Regions from separate parts of the Mus musculus genome. Here region 1 is linked to region 2. The links are chromatin contacts, called in public promoter capture Hi-C maps. All regions are on one chromosome and are shown on one strand. Each heading gives the region's core, a stretch centred on a gene start, on an enhancer-like site or on the middle of the called end of the contact. The rest is flanking DNA. Distances are from core to core; before and after follow the strand shown. Region 1 holds the start of Tex19.1 (testis expressed gene 19.1). Region 2 holds the start of Sirt7 (sirtuin 7).

Region 1 (3,191 bases), core at 162-2,661, 520 kb after region 2:
AGGCAAGAGTCAGGAGAGACATCTGGCTAGTTACAGCTGAGGAGGAGACAGCTGAGTAGGTCAAGAGCACACAGAAACAAGGCTGAAGGTGAGGGTGGAGGGTAATGTGGGATAAAGGATAGAAGACTACACAGGGCCAGTGAAGACTTCCGGGTAACTGCCAAGATCGCAACTCCACATAGCAGCTTTACTTATAAAAATCCCAGAGAGCAATGAGATACTCTTTATAAGGTGAGTGGTTAAAGGGATATATTCTTTTAATGGAGTATTACTGAACTCTGAAGTGAAACTTGCTTCCTGCTGTCCCAGAGCACCCAGGAAACCAAGCTTCATGATCCTAAGGAAGGAAACCATGGTAGTTTCTGGATGCTTGAGGCCAGACGTGACCTTCTGGACAGGGCAAAATGGTTGCAGAAGTCGAGTCCAGGGTCTGGGGAGAGCAGGGCCCTGAGGGCAGCCCCGAGGGCCTGTAGAAAGAGTGAAACTGGCCCTGTGATGACAGAGGAACGTTGCTACACCAGTATATCCAACCTGGTGGGATGTGCAGAGTGGACTGCGATGCTGCTCACTGATTTTAACAAATATATCTGTATGCTCCAAGGCTGAATTGGAGGGTGGAATACCTTCTATTTTCTGCTTGGTTTTTCTCTGAGTCCCAAACTCCTTTAAGGATAAACTCTTCAAAGAATTATTTTGGGTTTTGTTTTTTGTTGTTGTTTGTTTTTGTAAGATTTGCCTCTGCCTCCCAATTGCTGGGATTAAAGGCATGTGCCACTGCCTGGCTAAGATTTATTTATTTATTTTAAGAGTACTCTGTTGCTCTCTTCAGAGACACCAGAATAGGGCATCGGATCCCATTACAGATGGTTGTGAGCTATCAGGTGATTGCTGCGAATGAACTCGACCTTTGGAAGTGCAGTCAGTGCTCTTAACCCCTGAACCATCTCTCCAGCCCCTACAAAGAATTTCTTTAAAGAGTCTGTTTAAGAACAAAAAGACCCATAGACAGGCAACTGTGCTTAGGCTGCAGTTGAGAACTGAGCGAGCAGTTTCCCAAGTGTTAAAGAACTTTTTACTAAAGAGACAGGGAAGAAGGAATCGACTTTTCCAAACAAGATGTGCCGCGGGCCCAACTCTGAGCCCGGGCCTTCGAGTCCCTCGAAGGCACAGGGATGGGGACATCGGGCACCGCTAGAGCACACAGGAAGCACACAGGGCACTCAGGTGGCGCAAGGGAGCAGCGCATGCGCGCTGTAGGGGGCGCCAGGCCGCATGTGCGCCTTCAGAGCCAGAGTGACTCAGGGCCAGAGTGACTCAGCACCTTCGCTTCCTGCTGCTTTGGGACCTCATGGGAGATATGTAAATGAGCTGGAGCATCGCGGGACTTGGCCCTTTATAAGGCCGCGTTCGTCCTCCCTGGTGTTCAGTGCTTAGCGAGGAGAGCCTGGCTCTGGAGTCCATTAGCTGGCACCTGGGCGCTCAGTCAGGGAGGTAAGGATGGAAAGGGACTGGGCCGGGGGCTGAGCCGGGCTGGGTGCGGTGGGCCTGGGTCGGGTGGGAGCACGGTGGGCAGAGAGGAGATCCTCCTGGCGTAGGCTTCCCGGCCTCTTTGGTTGGTAGCCGGGCGCAAGTGTGAGGTCGGGGCCTTGAGCCCTGAGGACACCTCTGATGTCACCCCAGCCTGTCCAGAGTGAACAGGGAACCCCGGGGGCCAGAGCCCCAACACCCTCTCCTCAGGGGAGCCCTGCAGCGGGCCCAGCAGGGTGAGCCAAACCTCATTTTCTCTGTCTTTCTAGCTCCCCATATATTGGAGCAAGTGTGAAGCTGAAGAAGTTTCTGGAAGCTCAAGCCTGTCTACTTCTTCAGAGAGGTATTCATTGAATTCTCACCCAGTTCTGGTACCACTGCCCCGTGTCCTGGAGCCCCAAAGCCCCTAGACCTACTGTGCCCTGTTTTCTCCCGTTTCTCTCATTCTCGCCTTTCCCACTTATTTCTAGCCTCTGTGGTTCTGTTGACCTGACCTCCTCAGTCCATCGAGCAAGTCTGAATCTGTGTGTCCGCTTAGCTGCAGACAGACTTCTTGACCATGTGTCCCCCAGTCAGCGTTCGCCATGGGGCCAGGGGCATGTCCTGCCTCTATGAGGCATGGCTGTACCATCTTGTCCATGGGGAACAGACGAAGATCTGCTTTGCTTGCTTCAAGGCAGCTTTCCTATTGAATAAACTCTACCTGGAGATGGGAGACTGGCAAGAGGAGGAAGAGGAAGAGGAAGAGGAAGATGCTGATCTCCTGGAATACTTGTCAGAGTCAGAGTCAGAGTCTGAGCAGGAGCCAGGGCCTGAGCAGGATGCATGGCGGGGATTGGGGTCCCTTTATGTGCCACAGAGTGTCTCTGAAGGGTCTGGGGTCCTGCTGCCAACCCCTGTGTGGACACAGGGCATACTATTCTCCATTTTTGTGCCCACTGAGCTCTTTCCTCAGGAAGCTGTACCCCTGGATCTGGGTCCTGAGGATGCTGAGTGGACCCAGGCCCTTCCCTGGAGACTTGATGGGCTTTTTCCCTGCTCGCACCAGCTCATCCCTCCTCTGACTTGGTGGGATATTTTTGATGTGATGCCATCTCCTGGGCAACCTGTGTTGTTGGAGTTGAGATGCCACTGGCCCTTGGACCAGACAGTAGCACAATCCTGGTTGCAAGACCAGAAGTTTGTCCTCCTGTTGGATAGCGTCCAATCTAGGTGCCACCTGCTGTCAATGCGTGTCCGCTGGGTCGTAAGGACTCAGGTCCAGCACTGGCAGGTGTTGCTGGACCCTGGTGAGATGTGGGTGGCCCATTTTCGGAAAGAAGTTGGGCAGCACGGCCTGTACCATCAGAGCCTGAATCCCTGGAGGCTGAGCATCCTGACAGCTTCAGAATTAGGGATGGAGTTATTGCCTGCCACCTGCTACCTGTGGAATAAAGGCTTCTGGGTAGGTTCCTTCTTGCCCTGGCACATTAACATGCCAGAGACCTGGAGCTGGGAGCCAGGAGAGAGGCTGTTTATCACAGATGCTACTATTTGTGGTACTGACTACCACCTTGCTCAGTCTTTCCTTGATTCCCACCCCACCCCCCACCCCCTCCTGACCCTTACTCCCTGATGCACATTCCTGAGACACTAAAGCTCAGACATTCCCCAGGGCCCTGGGG
Region 2 (3,491 bases), core at 485-2,984:
AACACATTTGTTGAAGGGGACGTCGTGCAAGGGTCATGATGCACAAGTAGAAGTCAGAAGACACCTTGTGGCGGTCAGTTCTCTTCTGTTGTGTGAGCTCTGAGGACCGGACTCATGCACCAGGCTTGGTAGCAAGTGCCTAAGTATTCAGTGAGCTTCTCACTGCCTCCCCCACCTTTGTTGTTGTAGTTGTTAGTCTCTCAATGCACCTGCAGCTCGTGGATCTGGCTAGGCTGCTAGCCAGAGGGCTTCAGGGGGGCTTCTGAGCTTATCTTCCCAGTTCTGGGGGTTACAGAGTGTGGTACTGCTCAGCTTCTTCACATGGATTCTGAGAGTCCAAACTCGGGTCTTCACGCTTGCATAGCAGGCACGCTACCCACTGAGCCATCTCTCCAGACCACCTCAGGGCTTCTCAGAATAGAAGCCGAGTTCGCCTGAGGTCAAATATTCAACTTCAAAGCTAGTCATCCCTCAGCCTTCCCAGGAGAGCTCTCAGAGTCAAGAGGACAGCATTTCTCAAATGTACCTATTGTACCAGGACTCTGTCTGGTTTTTTTTTTTTTTTTCCCCGAGCCAGGGTCTTGCATGGAGCTTCGAGCCAGGCTGCTCTCAAGAGTTTGATCTTGATCTTCCTCCTCTACCAGGCCCCACCTCCTGAGTCCTGAGATTGGAGATTTGGGACTCGACACTAGTTTTCCATTTATCTTTCTTCAAGGAGTACAGGCTCAGGAGAAAGACTAGGGCTCCAGTTTGTCCACATCACGTAAATCGATCAATTTGTCTGCACTTTAAGGGAGAAGGCATTAGCAGGCAGTTGGCTACTATGCCCTACTACTGTTCCATGTTTGATTGGCAGTCAGAAACTACGCATTCTGTAACTCTTTGACTTAGCTTAATTATTATTTATTGACTTATTCTTTAGCCCTGGCTGACCTAGAACTCCCTATGCAGTCCCTATGCAGACCAGGCTGATCTTGAAATTACAGAGATCCTCCTGTCTCCCAAGTGCTGGGACTAAAGGAATGTGCCACCACTGTCACGTTGCCTTAGTTAAGTCTTAAATCTAGAATTGCTTCGGGTCTCTGAGAAAGGACACCTTGAAGTTACTTCAAAGGTGAGCGAGATTTTGAACTCCAGCACTGTACAGCCCGAGTTTGCATCCCAGAAGGGGGCGCCTCACACCCGAAGCAACGCGCAGGCCCTCACTCACTGTGCTGATTCCAGCGCCCGTGTAGACAACCAAGTGCCTGGCACTTCGGACAGCTCCGGCCAGTTCGCGGACCTTCCTCCGCAGCTCCTCCGGGTCATCACACACCTGATAGGAGCCAGGCTGGTTATTGCCGCCGCTCGCCTCCCGCAGCCCGCCGCCCAGCACCCGCTGCCCGCGACTCGCCTCCTCCTGGCGGCGCTTGAGGCCCTCACGCCGCCGACTTCGACCCTGCAGCTCGGTCACCAGATCCTCGCTCTCGGCCAAGAGCCGGCCCTCCTCCGCGCTGCGCTCTGCAGCCGCCTTCCTCAGGATGCGTGACACCTACGGACGAGCAGCGGGTGAGCGACCGCGCGCGCCGGCGCGAGCGCGGGCACGGCAGTGGCTCACCTGGCGGAGGCGCTCCCGCTGCTGCTCCTCCCGCAGCCTCCGGACCCGCTCAGCAGCTTTGCGCTCCGAGCGGCTCAGACCGCCACCGGCTGCCATCGCTCCTTTGACTGCGCTTCCGGCTTCCGCTTCCGCCTCATCCGGCAGCTACAGAGACGCATGCGCGGGCCCGGCCCTTTCCACCTCTTCCGGCTCGCCCTTCCCACCCTTGCTCCTTCGGGATTTCAAAGAAATACCACCAGATCTCTTTAAAAGGCGTTTATTGATCATATACAAAATAAAGAAAACCTTATATATCACAAACATACACTATGTACAGCAATAAATACCCGGGGGGCCAGGCCCAGTGCCGCCCCTCCTGGACAATAATTTAGCAATAAATACTGCGCAGGGCACGGGTGGGCACCAAGGCTGCTGCCTGCTGAGGCCAGGAGACTGATTGCTCTCCAAGTCCAGGCCTCACCTTGCAGCCAGATCCCCTATGGCCCTACCCAGGTGCAGGAGACAGGGTCTCACCTTGCAGCCACACCACAGCCCCTCCTCACTTGGATGTTGAAGGACCCTCACCCCATTTAGGGTACTCTCTACTAACCTTCCCCCTGGCTTCAGCCCTGCAGGGCAGGCAGGGGCTGATCAACTCTGCTTGGACACACCTCTCAGCACCAGGAGACCAACAGAGCTGGACACACAATAGCCCTTGTCCTGTTGCCCTAAGTTGCCAGGAGAAGGCTTTCTGTACCCATTCCCATTTGGTTAAAGGCTTCAGAGACTAGCAGACAGAGAATGGGAGGAAAAGTGGGGTTGGGGCATAAAGTTGCTGGAGGGGCCAAAAGCCCAACGGGGGCCCTAGAGAACAAGGAAATCTTATCAGGAACACTTCCTAGAACACTCTACCTCACACTTCCAGAGACACCCGTGCTATATTAATGCCGTTGCTCCAGGGGCAGGGTACGTATGTGTGTAGCTGGCCCAGCAGGTATAGCACACACCTAGGACACACGCCAGGAACAGGCAAACTGTGAGCAGCTACAGCGAACCCATGCCTCTGTATGGTACCGATCTGTCCTCTGTTCCACAACTGCTCCCAAACCAGGCGGCCAATGGCACTGAGAAAATATGCCAAGAATTATTCAGTGGCTTCTGGGGAGATTGTTAATGTGTTGGTTCCTTTCACTAAACCACAGCCTAAAAAAGTAACTCAGAAGATCCCAGAGGGGAAACAGTGTAGCAGGCTGTGGCTCAGACATCCCAGCTGCGGATGGGAGCTTTAGCCAAGTGGCCACACCAGAGAGGGAGGTAGCAGGGAAGTGGCCTCACCATCTCCAAGTAGTTTATCAAAGCTGCAAACCCTGGCCCTGATCACCAAGGCTAACAGAGCACACATAGAACTGAAAGATGAGCTGAGACCAGCCTGCTGGAAGCCGGGTGATGGTGGTGATCCCTGTTAACACAGTGTTGCCACTGGCTCCCTGCACAGCAGGCACCACACCCAGCTGCACACAACACAGGGGGGACTCTCTGGGACCATACTCTACAGAGGAAACTGTGGACTTTCTTTGAAATCTGAGTGTCTATGTCCAAGGAAGAAGTCAGGCAGAGTCAAGGTAGGAGGGAAGTCACACATTATGGTTTACTTAGCGGAGAAGTTTGGGAGACCTGGCCTCAGCCCAAGCTCTCCATTCGCTGTGTCAGAAAGTCAAACACAACACCCTCACAGTAGGAAAACGGAATTAACAATGATCAGAGAAACAGCCAACAGTCACAAATGGACACAGGATTTACTGTCAGGAAATCAAGGGCAAGGGACAGGGAGTGGAGCTGCAGGGCTGGCTCAACAGGGAAAGTTCCCCAGACTCAAGAAGCAGGTGCTGCAAACCTGAAAGCCTTGAGCATAGCT

The links. Promoter capture Hi-C pulls out the DNA fragments that hold promoters and counts their contacts.
Region 1: a contact with region 2 is called in a promoter capture Hi-C map of stem cell-derived epiblast-like cells, with 2.8 times the contacts expected there. The contact joins the promoter of Tex19.1 here to the promoter of Sirt7 in region 2. A contact is called at or near these places in 2 of 39 promoter capture datasets (liver and stem cell-derived epiblast-like cells) and 1 of 115 datasets of contacts at active chromatin or transcription factors (pancreatic cancer cells).

What each region holds. Positions count from the first base shown.
Region 1 is chr11:121,144,732-121,147,922 of GRCm38.p6, forward strand. Tex19.1 (testis expressed gene 19.1) reads left to right here and starts at 1,412. Exons shown (of 3, transcript NM_028602.3): 1 at 1,412-1,491; 2 at 1,797-1,870; 3 at 1,998-3,191. The coding sequence starts at 2,087. The coding sequence ends at 3,142.
Region 2 is chr11:120,623,280-120,626,770 of GRCm38.p6, forward strand. Sirt7 (sirtuin 7) reads right to left here and starts at 1,735. Exons shown (of 10, transcript NM_153056.3): 1 at 1,598-1,735; 2 at 1,394-1,531; 3 at 1,211-1,315. The coding sequence starts at 1,693. Mir6936 (microRNA 6936) reads right to left here and starts at 1,597; the gene lies at 1,544-1,597. It also overlaps a transcript of Mafg not described here.